2 separate regions of the Capra hircus genome follow, and region 1 is linked to region 2. Evidence: chromatin contacts called from public Hi-C data. All regions are on one chromosome and are shown on one strand. The core of a region is the stretch at or near the end of the contact, and the rest is flanking DNA. Distances in the headings are between cores, read along the strand shown. Region 1 has its middle 49 kb from the start of CD28. Region 2 holds the start of CTLA4 (cytotoxic T-lymphocyte protein 4).

The links. A called contact is a pair of places that touch in the nucleus more often than the background predicts.
Region 1: a Hi-C map of blood shows a contact between it and region 2, with 2.1 times the contacts expected there. The contact joins the enhancer-like site here to the promoter of CTLA4 in region 2. A contact is called at or near these places in 2 of 5 Hi-C or Micro-C datasets (both in blood).

Annotation. Positions count from the first base shown.
Region 1 is chr2:44,053,714-44,059,276 of ARS1.2, reverse strand. No RefSeq gene overlaps it. Among named protein-coding and RNA genes, the nearest start is that of CD28, 49 kb to the right of the region's middle. Within about 2 kb of position 2,421, at least 4 of the 5 cell types and tissues checked have an H3K27ac peak or open chromatin away from gene starts, as enhancers often do.
Region 2 is chr2:43,895,886-43,901,810 of ARS1.2, reverse strand. It overlaps CTLA4 (cytotoxic T-lymphocyte protein 4), which reads left to right and starts at 3,175. Exons shown (of 5, transcript XM_005676404.3): 1 at 3,175-3,450. The coding sequence starts at 3,408.

The DNA of each region.
Region 1 (5,563 bases), core at 1,172-3,671, 160 kb before region 2:
TGTCAAGTGTTCTTACTGAGTAGATCAAAACAGACATGACATTAACAATTAAGAAGTCTTTCCAACTGTTTGCCAGTCTGTCAGAAAAAAGTTTCTTTTCTACACTCCTACGCACAATACTTTGTATATCGCTCTCTTGAAACATATTTGATTTTGTCATATATTCTTAGGTGTCTTTCCAGTTGAAATATTAGTTCCCTGAAGACAAGAATTGTCCTGCAACCCTGCAAGGATCTTGTAAACTGTGTCTGCCTGTCCCACAATAAACTTTGTGGATGAACAACCACAAAATTTTCCGTTTGCTTCTCCCTCATTTAGCAGCTTCCACCTCCTTCTTTTCCTTTGGCTTTTGAATATAAGAGTAATATTTGCCCAGGGCAAACAGACTTGGAGTTTCGGAGGCAGTATTGTGTAATGGATGTTAAATCAGCCAGTTTAACTTTTGGCTTTCTCATTTGTTAGCTCTATAACCCTGGGCAAATTGCGTAACTCTTCTAAGTCCTAATGTTCTTCTCTGTAAAATGAAGATAATATTTGACTTCAAAAAGTACAGATTAAAGGAGATCGTATTTTAAAACCTTTAGCATGGTGCCTAGTATAATACTTAATAAATAGTAGCTGTAACTGTTATTTCATCAAAGGAACTGATATACTAAAAAAAAAAAAAGCCAAAACCCAACCCACCAAACAAAACACAATGTCACTGGCTATTTCTGTCTTCTACTCTAGTGGACACATTAACTTCTGGATTGGCAGCAACCAGAAGCTAGAAGTTAATGTTGATTAGGTCTGAGATGCTTAACAAAATCAATCTAAAACATATTTGTAGATAAAAATTAGGTTTTTCTTTCTCAAAACTAAAAGAGGTGCTCAGTTTATTGAAATAAAGGAAGAATAGGATTGGGCCAAGTAGAAATAAATATCGAGGATTTTATTTGATTAAAAACTGAGTTTAGATAGTCTCTAGCCTTAAGTACCTCATTATACAATTCCAGGGAATTTTTTAAAAAATGTGAAAGTTGAACTATTGTGATCTTTGTTCTTTCCTAACTAGCAACTGACCTTTTGTAATGACAACAGTCTGTAACCTTTTTTGCACTCGGACCATTTTGGGTTTTCACCAGGCTTGCCTCACTATACTTGAGCATATGTATTTGAGCTTATTTTCCATGTAACCATTGAGTCTTACAAATGTGGGAACATCTTATGGATCTGCTCATTAAAGCGTTGATCAGGTCTCCGTATTTGCTGCTAGAGGTGGCTCAGAAAAACTTAGCATCACTCGTGTGTCATATTTTCAATACTTTCTTCCCTTCACCTGAACTTCTTGTATAGTAAGCTGATGATAAACAGTGAGTGCTCTTCTAAAAAAAAAAAAATCTATGGCATCAAAGGTGGCAACATCTTCTGCACATAATAAGTATTCGCAAATCTTTTCAAAGATAGCTCTCTTTGAAAAGCAGAATTAAAAAAATGATGAGTAAAATATATACTTCATGAGACCAAGTGCATATCCTCTTCTATGGAAGCAGACGCACTTCTCCCCCTTCCTCTAAGGAAGCCAAATCCTGATTCATTTTTCGTTCAAGACTCAGCAGAAACACAATGCCTCGTTTTGTAGAGGCTTATTACAACACAGTGACAGCACTATAATTTCCTCCAGGGCAAAGTGCCTCACTTGGCTTTAGGCCAGCTAAGCTCTGTGTCATTTAGCACTTCTATAGCTTCTGACAGAGGCGACTACCCTCCCGTTTGTGCATTCTATATTCCTTTAGGAAGCATTTTTAAAAACGTTGTTTTAAACGTTTAGAAGCAGCAGTTAGATTACGTACGTGCCAGATTTCTTTTCCTTTATGCAGACATTCAGACCGTCTATGGACCATTGCAAGTGACTGTTCCACCCACTTCTTCTGAGGCCAAAGTAGTCTTAAAATGTTTGGCATGCAGGGGGCCTTTTGTCATAGGAAACCTGTAATTGTAAAATTCCTCCTTGGTCTCATTGTTCACATAGACCTACATAGAGTTCCCTTGTCTTTTTCTGGTTATGCTATGTGGTCAGTCTTGATGTTGTTCTGAAGAAGTTATAGACAGTTAAGTAAACATCTTATGGAAATAGCTAAGATCTAAAGCTAGAAACACTTCATATTTTTTGTCTATTGAAAAAAAAAAGGCATTTTTTTTTTTCTCAGAAGGCCTGTGACCCTACCCCGCCCCATGCCTTGTTATCACTGTGGACTTTTGCCTCAGGAGACTATGTCTCTACATAAAAGTTGTGTAATCCTTGTTTCCTGAATGGGACCTACCTAAGTGCTTACACATAATAATCACCTCCCACGTGGACAGGCATGGTGGCTGCTGTATGAGGGGAGGGGACATTCCAGAGACATGAGGGTAGGAGTCCACAGAGGCAGGCACAGCTGTGGAGCAGGTCTCTGATGCAACAGCCAAGCTGAGTCCAGCCAATTAGAGACATTGCATTCTCCGTTAGCAATCCTGCATGACATGGCAAGCATGCTGAGACTGCTTCCAAAGATTCCCCTCCTTTTGGCTTAGACTGGGGGTGGGATGAGGATAGGAAACAAGAAGTCTAAAGGGAAAAACAAATGATTTGTTTCTTCATTTATTGACTACAAGCTCAAACATTGACTAGGTGCTCTTTGTTGGGCCAGGTACTGTGCTCAGCATTTTACATGTAATCTCTTTCTTAATTCTCATAATACCATCAAACAGGTAAGTTTTAATCTTCATTTAGCCGTGGAGGAAACTGAGCCTTTGGAGAGGCTGAGAAACTTGTTCAAGGTCACACAGGAAGAGGCAAAGCTGGGGCAGTGTGCTGCTAGCAGGCCAAGCCTGTGCTCTTAACCACTGCGCTACACTGCCTCCCTGTGTTAGGACATCTTTTCTCCCCAGCATAGTGGAAGCTAAGTAGAAGATAAGAAGTCTGCTAGGTGGTAGATATCAGCAGGCACTATTTCTTTGTCATTGTACTAATATTATGTTATTATAGTTCAGAATGTTAAATGGTTATATTTATACAAAACAACTGAGAAACTTAAATTGGCTTGAGCAAATGTAATTTGAGTTGTTTGTGATTATAAAATGCGACGATCATGATGGCTGTCTGTTGGCCTCTATCTGTCTCTGATTTTCTGAAGTGAGCTTTTGTTTGGCAGGAACAGTTGTTAGGGAGCAATACCAGCTGCAAGGGAACAATTCTTGACGTTACCTCCTCCCCAATCTCTGTCTTCCCTCCTCACAACCTCCGCTCCTGGCAAGTTTACTGTGGGACAGATACAGTTTACAAGATCCTTGCAGGGTTGCAGGACAGTTCTTACCTTCAGGGAACTAACATTTTAATTAGAAAGACACCTAAGAATATAAGCCAAAATCAAATATGTTGTAATAGAGCAATATACAAAGTATTGTGTGTAGGAGTGTGGAAAAGAAACTTTTCCACAAATACTCTTAGTTTGAATGGATATTGCCAGGGACGGGAAACTCTCATATTTATTTCTCTGGTACAATTTACTGAAGCCAAATCTTCTTCAAAAGAGGACCCAGCATTGTATCTGGCTCAGGGGAGGAGAAAGTCTGTCTATGCTATTTAGTTGGAAGCTAGAGAGACAGAAGGAGGAGAACACTTTGGGAGTTTTGAGCACTCTGATGTTCACAGTCTTCTATTTTTGGCAACCTGAAGGACATCTCAAAGCAGAAACTGGAATTCAGAGAACTTCTGAGATCATATAATGTTCTCTGTTGGTGACATCAGATTTAGGGTTGATCTAATTTACTCTTGAGAGTCCCTTGGACTGTAAGGAGATCCAACCAGTCCATTCTAAAGGAGATCAGTCCTGGGTGCTCTTTGGAAGGAATGATGCTAAAGGGGAAACTCCAGTACTTTGGCCACCTAATGAGAAGAGTTGACTCATTGGAAAAGACCCTGATTCTGGGAGGGATTGGAGGGAGGAGGAAAAGGGGACGACAGAGGATGAGATGGCTGGATGGCATCACCGACTCGATGGATGTGAGTTTGAGTGAACTCCGGGAGATGGTGATGGACAGGGAGGCCTGGTGTGCTGCGATTCATGGGGTCAGAAAAAGTCGGACATGACTGAGTGACTGAACGGAACTGAACTGAATTTACTTATATGAGTTTGAACAAACTCTGGGAGATGATGGACAGGGAAGCCTGGTGTGCTGCAGTCCATGGGGTTGCAAAGAGTTGGATATGACTTAATGACTGAACAACGCAAATTTACTTTGACTACTCAGTTCTGAAAATGGCCTCTGGGGTGCAGAATCCATCCTTAAATTAAGCCTTCTAACTCCATGTTTCCTGCAAGGGAATATGTTTGGATAATCAAAATCAGATAACCATACAGATAGCCAAGATCTGTGTGTATTCCCCAGGTCTTGCACAAAAGCATAAAGCTTTCTGTTATATTGGAGGTTCTCAATCTTCCGTGTTTGTAGCATGCTTTCAAGTGCCGGAATTATTGGCAACACAAAGGGCTTCAAAGAATAAAATCTATACCACCAACCACATAATAATAAAACAGTATCTCATGGTGTTCATAAAAATAACTACAGCAGGTCACAGCTTGTGTGCTTGCCTTTCTGTGCTATGTCTAGGTTCAAGGACAGCTGTTTCCTACCCTTACTGTGATGTCTAACATGTTTATGGAAAAAACTAGTTACATGTTCTAAAAAACATACAATCTTTCTTTGTTGCTGGTCTGCTATTACTCTTTGCAAGATGAATCTTGACTTCTTAGTGACAGTATGTATACTCAGTTGCATCAAATATTAATTTTTTTTTTCAAAATTTGGTGAAGGGTTCAGTTTCTGGGGTGCCACAGCATAATGTTTAGAAACCATTGCCTTATATACTTGAAAAATAAATCACAATAAAAGGAAGAACAGAATGAAAAACCAAAAATACATCTGGAGGGAGCTTGCCCAAATGGCCCTACACTGGCCTCTGAAGCAGACCTTTATCCTTCTCTGGGTGGGGTGACAATGCTTTTCATGGTAGTGACACTGAGCTGACTGCTCTGGGAGACATTTAGACATGAGTTAGCTTGGTAGAGGCTGGATAATGAGCCAAGAATTTCAAAGGATTCTCATAGTTTGATGATTTAGAGGTGGATATGTGGAAAACAGTATTAAATATATATACTTTAAAGTTGTCACTTGTTTGGTATTAAAGGATCAGGTTGACAAGTGCCTGGCATGCATTTAGAGAAGCTTGTGGTATTATCACTCCATGTTCAAAGTTCCTCAAGTGATTCAAAGGAGATTAGGCAAGTTTATTTTATTTATATGCACATTAATTTAGGAATTCAGCTGAAAAACTTTCTTTCCCTTTCTCTTAAAGCAAATATTTTTAGTCAATCCTTTTTAAATACTGCAGAATTCATTCCTCAACTTTCTTAGTAGCATAGGCAAATGTAATTCTGAGTAGTTTTGAGAAATAGGCCAGAAAGAGAAGGGACGAATAAAACCCAGCATATGTCGGAGTTAACCTGTGCCTAGCACTTATATGGGGTGTGGCTGGACCAAA
Region 2 (5,925 bases), core at 1,926-4,425:
TAAGTTATGATGAGTCAGTTAACAGAAGGAGGTGGTAATTGATATTTTCAAGCGCTATAGGAAGAGGTTTGGTAGAAAAGAACTAAAAAAAAAAGGAATTTGATAAGTGAGATCAGAAGCTGCTGCTGGAGGAGCTTATTAGAATGGCAGAGGTGAAAGTCTGATTTTGGTGGGTAATATGAGGTGAGAAAGGTAGGCAGCAAGGGACAGGAAAGAGTTAACTTTATATGAGGGCAGGGTGGAAGGAAATGTATTCTTTTGAACAAGAAAAATTTGAGTATATTTGAGGCTGAGCCAATGGAGAAGGGGAGAATGAAGATAGAAGTGAGAAGCGGGATAACTAGTGGGTCAGAGGTTTAGAAGACAAATTAGAGGCTGAGTTAGTACATACAGATGGGGGCCCTAGCATAAGGAAATAAAGACCTTTGGATATGTGAGCATCCATTTATGTATGTATAATAATATTCATTTGTTCTTATTTCAAAAATATAAAGTGTTCATTGCAGAATATTTGGAAAAGACAAAAACCATGAGATTTACTGAGCTCTTACAATATTTCAGACTCTGGTCTATGTGCTTTGCATATATTAACTCATTTACTTCTCAAATAGTCATATGAAGCATGATTGAACAGTATGAACCATACTGTTACTATCTCTGTACTATAGAGGAGAGCGATTGAGTCAATTGCCTGAAGTTGCAAGACTGGTAAATTGCCAGTTAGGATGTAAACCTACCTCATCTGTACCTTATGTACATATGCAGAGAAAATCCCAGAGAAGAAATTTATCAGGAAAAATAAATAAACATGTGTGGGATACTTAGATATAGAAATCACCAGGCGTTAACAGCTGATGCTTCTCTTTTCTTGGGGAAGTAGGTGGTGACTCTGAAGGAAGGAGACGAGAGTAAGCAGGACTCTAGACTCAAGTTTAATAATAGTTTGAAGATACTGCTTCCAGTAAAGGAGAAAGAAGCTGACTAGGAATTTTCAGCAGTATTGAAGAGCCAGCTTGAGTTTGTAAGTACTGAGTTTGCAGAGGGTTGGTTGGCATGGTTAAGTGATTTTCTGAAGGGCACTGGACTGCTTGTTGTTTGGGGTAAGAGCAGTTGTAGATTAGCCTTAGGAGGAGCACAGACAGTCATGAGAAATTGATGGTATAGTTGAAATGGCTGCATCTTTGTTTGCGATCTCTCAAGGCAGATGTTGGGATAAGGATTCAAGAGCAAGAAGTTTACTAGGAGGTGAGTCCAGGAAAAATGCTTGTAGGTGAGAGGGGGAATGAGACACATCAGAAAAGAGAGTACCTGGCAGACATGCGAGGGGAGCTTACTCCTGCAGGGGGACTCTGGGAGCCAGTGGGAAAACTCATCTTAGAGTGATCTCCCAGCGCCCTTGCACATCACTTCCCATTTGCCGTTGGTTAGGACTGCTCCGGGGCAATCATGCATGGATCGAGGGCTGCCACACATGTGAATACAGAGAATTCTGGTGCCCTGAAGATGGCCTCAGGCAAAGAGAGGCTGACTGTTGGAAGTCTGGTCTAGCAATGCCTATTGAAAGAGAAGGCCTGGGAAGATAAAGACTGGGCATCAAGAGTGTCTGTTACACACATGGAACTCTGCTCAATGTTACTACTATGCGCCAGCTTGGCTGAGAGGAGGGCTTGGGGGAGAATGGATACCTGTATATGTATGTCTGAGTCCTTTTGCTGTTCACTTGCAACTACCACAACATTGTTAATTGGCTATAGCCCAGTACAAAATAAAAAGTTTAAATTTTTTTTTTTAAGTGTCTGCTACAGATGGACCATGAATTTGTGTCCAGTAAAGACGCAGCAAACCTATGAAGAGACTAGGAGAGCAAGGAAAAGTTCTGTGATGAACATTCTTTTCTGAAAATAGTTTTGAATAGGTAATAATAGTACATGGAACAAAATTGAAGCATGAGAGAATATAGAGTGAAAATTAAGTCTTCCTTTCTCACCATCCACCTCCATTTTCTACTATTGTTAGTGTCTTATATATCCTTTCAGAGATAGTATAGCAGGGATTATGTATGTGTAAATGTATTATAGGCATCAGCTCAGTTCAGTTGCTCCGTCGTGTCTGACTCTTTGCGACCCCATGAATCGGAGCATGCCAGGCCTCCCTGTCCATCACCAACTCCCGGAGTTCACTCAGACTCACGTCCATTGAGTCAGTGATGCCATCCAGCCATCTCATCCTCTGTCGTCCCCTTCTCCTCCTGCCCGCAATCCCTCCCAGGGTCAGAGTCTTTTCCAGTGAGTCAACTCTTCGCATGAGGTGGCCAAAGTACTGGAGTTTCAGCTTTAGCAACATTCCTTCCAAAGAAATCCCAGGGTTGATCTCCTTCAGAATGGACAGGTTGGGTCTCCTTGCAGTCCAAGGGACTCTCAAGAGTCTTCATAGATATATGTATATACTCATATTTTAGATATGGGTTTTATATATGTGTGTATATGTTAAACATACAGGTAATATATATGTTAATTATACCCACACAGGTGGTACAAATAAAATACTCTGTCTTTTACACATGTATCTTGGGGAACTTTTCATATCATTGCATGTGGATTTGCCTCAATTTTAAAAATAGGTGCCTAGCATTCAGTCTGATGGGTGTGTGTGTTCCCTCTCAGTTGCTCAGCCGTGTTCAACTCTTTGCGGACCCATGCCAGGCTCCCCTGTCCATGAGATTTCCCAGGTAAGATACTGGCATGGGTTGTTATGTCCTACTCCAAGGGATCTTCCCAACAAGTTACCAAAAAACCCCAAAATAACAAACTTTCTTCTGGGTATGTTATCTTGTATGTGTGTTACTGACCAGATGCCAATGATCTGTAAGATAAATGCCCAGGAAGAGGGTTGCTGAGTCAAATTTGAATTTGATAGACAGTACTGAACGTCTTTGAACCAATGTGCACACTCATGGGATTGACCATCAAGAGGTCAAAGAAGGGAAGTACAGGGGCGAGGGAGTTGAGGAGGAGGGAGGGGCTGGATAACAGTAAATGCCGGATGTGGAGATTCCGGTGGAGCAGTTCCTGCCGCTGACAAAATCCAGGGTGTGGCCACAGCCAGAAGTTGTTGGCGTGGGCTGGGGCGCAGGCAAGGTCGAGGAAGCAGAGGAAGTTAAGGAACCATGAGGTGTCAGAGTGACTCACTCAGATGATGAGCCAGTCAGTTCATACTGGTTAGTTCGTCATTATCTTGTAAAAGGCCGTTGGAGAAGCCTTCAGCTTCCCTTTAACTCTGGCAAGGAAAAGATGCCTATGCCTCCTGATCCTCTTTCCACTCTGTGGTGCAGAAAACTCTTCACCACTGGAGCTTGCTGAGGAGGAAATGCATCAAAACAACGTGGCTGCTTCCAGGGACAGGCAGTGATGTCTCCAGTTAATATTATGGCCCGTGTGGCTGTGGAAGCAGGTGAGTCTGTTTTACCAGATCCTTTGGCTTTCTAGTGAGTATCCATTAGGCCTGTGGATAGCTCATTTTACGACAACTCCAAACTTACAGGTGTTTATGACATTGTCAAATGAACGCTGGCCTGGGGAGATACTTCCTTGTTAATAAAATCACTAGCAATTATAATAACAATAGGGATTAAGGTGCTGAATCAGTTAATAATTGTGTTCAGTAAGTAGCAGAGAGAGATCTTAAAATCACTGGTTTAAACTAGAGAGGAGTTCTCTTTGCTCTCAAGTAATGTGTAAAGTTCAGGGATAAGCCTTCCACAAAAGGTGTAGCAGCTCCACAATGCCCTTGATGTCTCAGGTTCCTTCTCTCCTTCTGCTCTGCCTCTCTGGTGCTGACTTCCATCCTCATGGTTTCCGGATGGCTGCTGAAGTTCCAGCCATCATAACCATGGTTTCATGCTGGAAAAGGTCAGAGGTAAAAGGGATTATGCCAGATGAATCAGCACCTCCCACTCCCACCTTTTAATGAACTTTCACAAAAGTTTCACTCAGTAAAGAGAAATTTTCCTCTCACTGCACAGCTTACAGTCACGTGGTCATCCCTATCCGCAGGGAGCCTGGGAAACGGAGACTTTAGCAGGACTCCTTGCAGCCCCCAACAGATTGGATTCTGTTAATAAAGAAAAAGAGACTAGATATTGGCTCTGGGAGACTAGGTATTGGCTAGGTAACTGGCAATATCTCTCAAATTTCCTAGACACTTTACATTTTAAAAACATGATTTTTTTTTTAATAGTGGTAAAATCTGTATAACCTGAAAGTTACTGCTTTAGCTATTAAAACAATTATTTATTTGGCTGTGTCAGATCTGAGTTGTGGCATGCCGGATCTTCTAGTTGTAACATGTGGGATCTAGTTCCCTGACAAGGGATCGAACCCCGCCCCCTGAATCGGGAGCACAGAGTCTTAGCCACTGGACCACCAGGTCAGTCCCACTATTTTCGTTATTTTTTAAGTGTACAATTCAGTGACATTAAGTACCTTCACAGGTGTTGTATAGCTATGACCACCATCCATTTCCAGAACTTAATCAGCTGCATCAGAAACTCTGTCTCCATTAAACAATGACTTCATCACCACCCTCATCTCCCCTCAGTCACTGATAACCCCTATTCTACTTTCTACATCTTTGATTTTGCATATTTTAGGTACCACAGGTCATACAATATTTATCCATTTGTGACTGACTCCATTTCGCATAGTATTTTCAAAGTTCATCCAATTGCAGCAAGCACCAGTACTTCACTCCTTTCCGTGACCGAATAACATTCCATTGTATGGATATGCCACATTTTGTTTATCCAATTACATGACACTTGGGTTGTCTTAGTCCGTTCAGGCTGCTGTAATGAATTACCACAGACTGGGTTGCTTCTAAAGAATAGAAGTTTATTTTTCACAGTTCTAGAGGTTCAAAGTCCGAGATCAGAGTGTCAGCATGGTCTGGTTCTGGTGAAGGTCCTCTTCTGCATGGCAGAAGGCCGACTTCTCATCCTGGTAGAAGGGGAAAAGGATCTCTGTGGGGCCTCTTTCATGGCAACACTAGTCCCTTTCATGGGGGCTCTACCCTCATGACATGCTCACCTCCTAAAGACCCTGTCTCAGTACCATCACATTGTGCATTAGGATTTCAAGATAGGAATTTGGGGGAGACAGAAACATTCAGACCATAGAGGTTGTTTCCAAAGTTTCACTACTGTAAATAATGCTGCCATGAACATTGGTGTATAGACATCTGTTCAAGTTCCTGCTTTCAGTTCTCCGATTCCACCCACGTGGTAATTCTCTGGTTAACTTTTTGAGATGCTACCAAATGCACTTTACATTTTATCTACTCTTCACAAACTGGCCATTGTTGAAATCACACATTGAAATTCTGATGGAGAGGGGCCTCCTACGCTGGATCCAGGTTATCCCCGGCAGGCTGATACTGCCCATTGCCTCCACTGGGGGACTCCCGTGAGTTATATGCCTCAGTGAGCTGGATGGAATTTTTATTTTAGAAATGGGAAACAAATGTAAGAGGCTGAATCAGCAGTATTCCCACTCTTCTCCTGGTAATGAGAGCTCTGCTAACTTTCCCAGACTCTGCCCTTTGCAGCCTTATTGGGTCTATACTGGATTCCCTTGACCAGTGGAGACTTGGAACCATAAAGTTCCAGGAGGGAGCTGTTTTCACTCCTATGTTCGACCTCAAGCCAACCTGTCACAGATTTATCAAGGAGGGGGAAGGTGGCCTTAGTTCATCTCATGCTCCAGTAATAGTTCTAAGTGTGCGTTCTAGTGGATAAGAACGTGGTCACCGGAGCCAGATGGCTTGTGTTCAGATCCCAGCTCTACTATTTGTTGTGTGATCTTCATTAAAATTATTTCACACTTCACTGTGCTTCAGCTTCCTCACCTATAAATAGGGGATGAATGACGG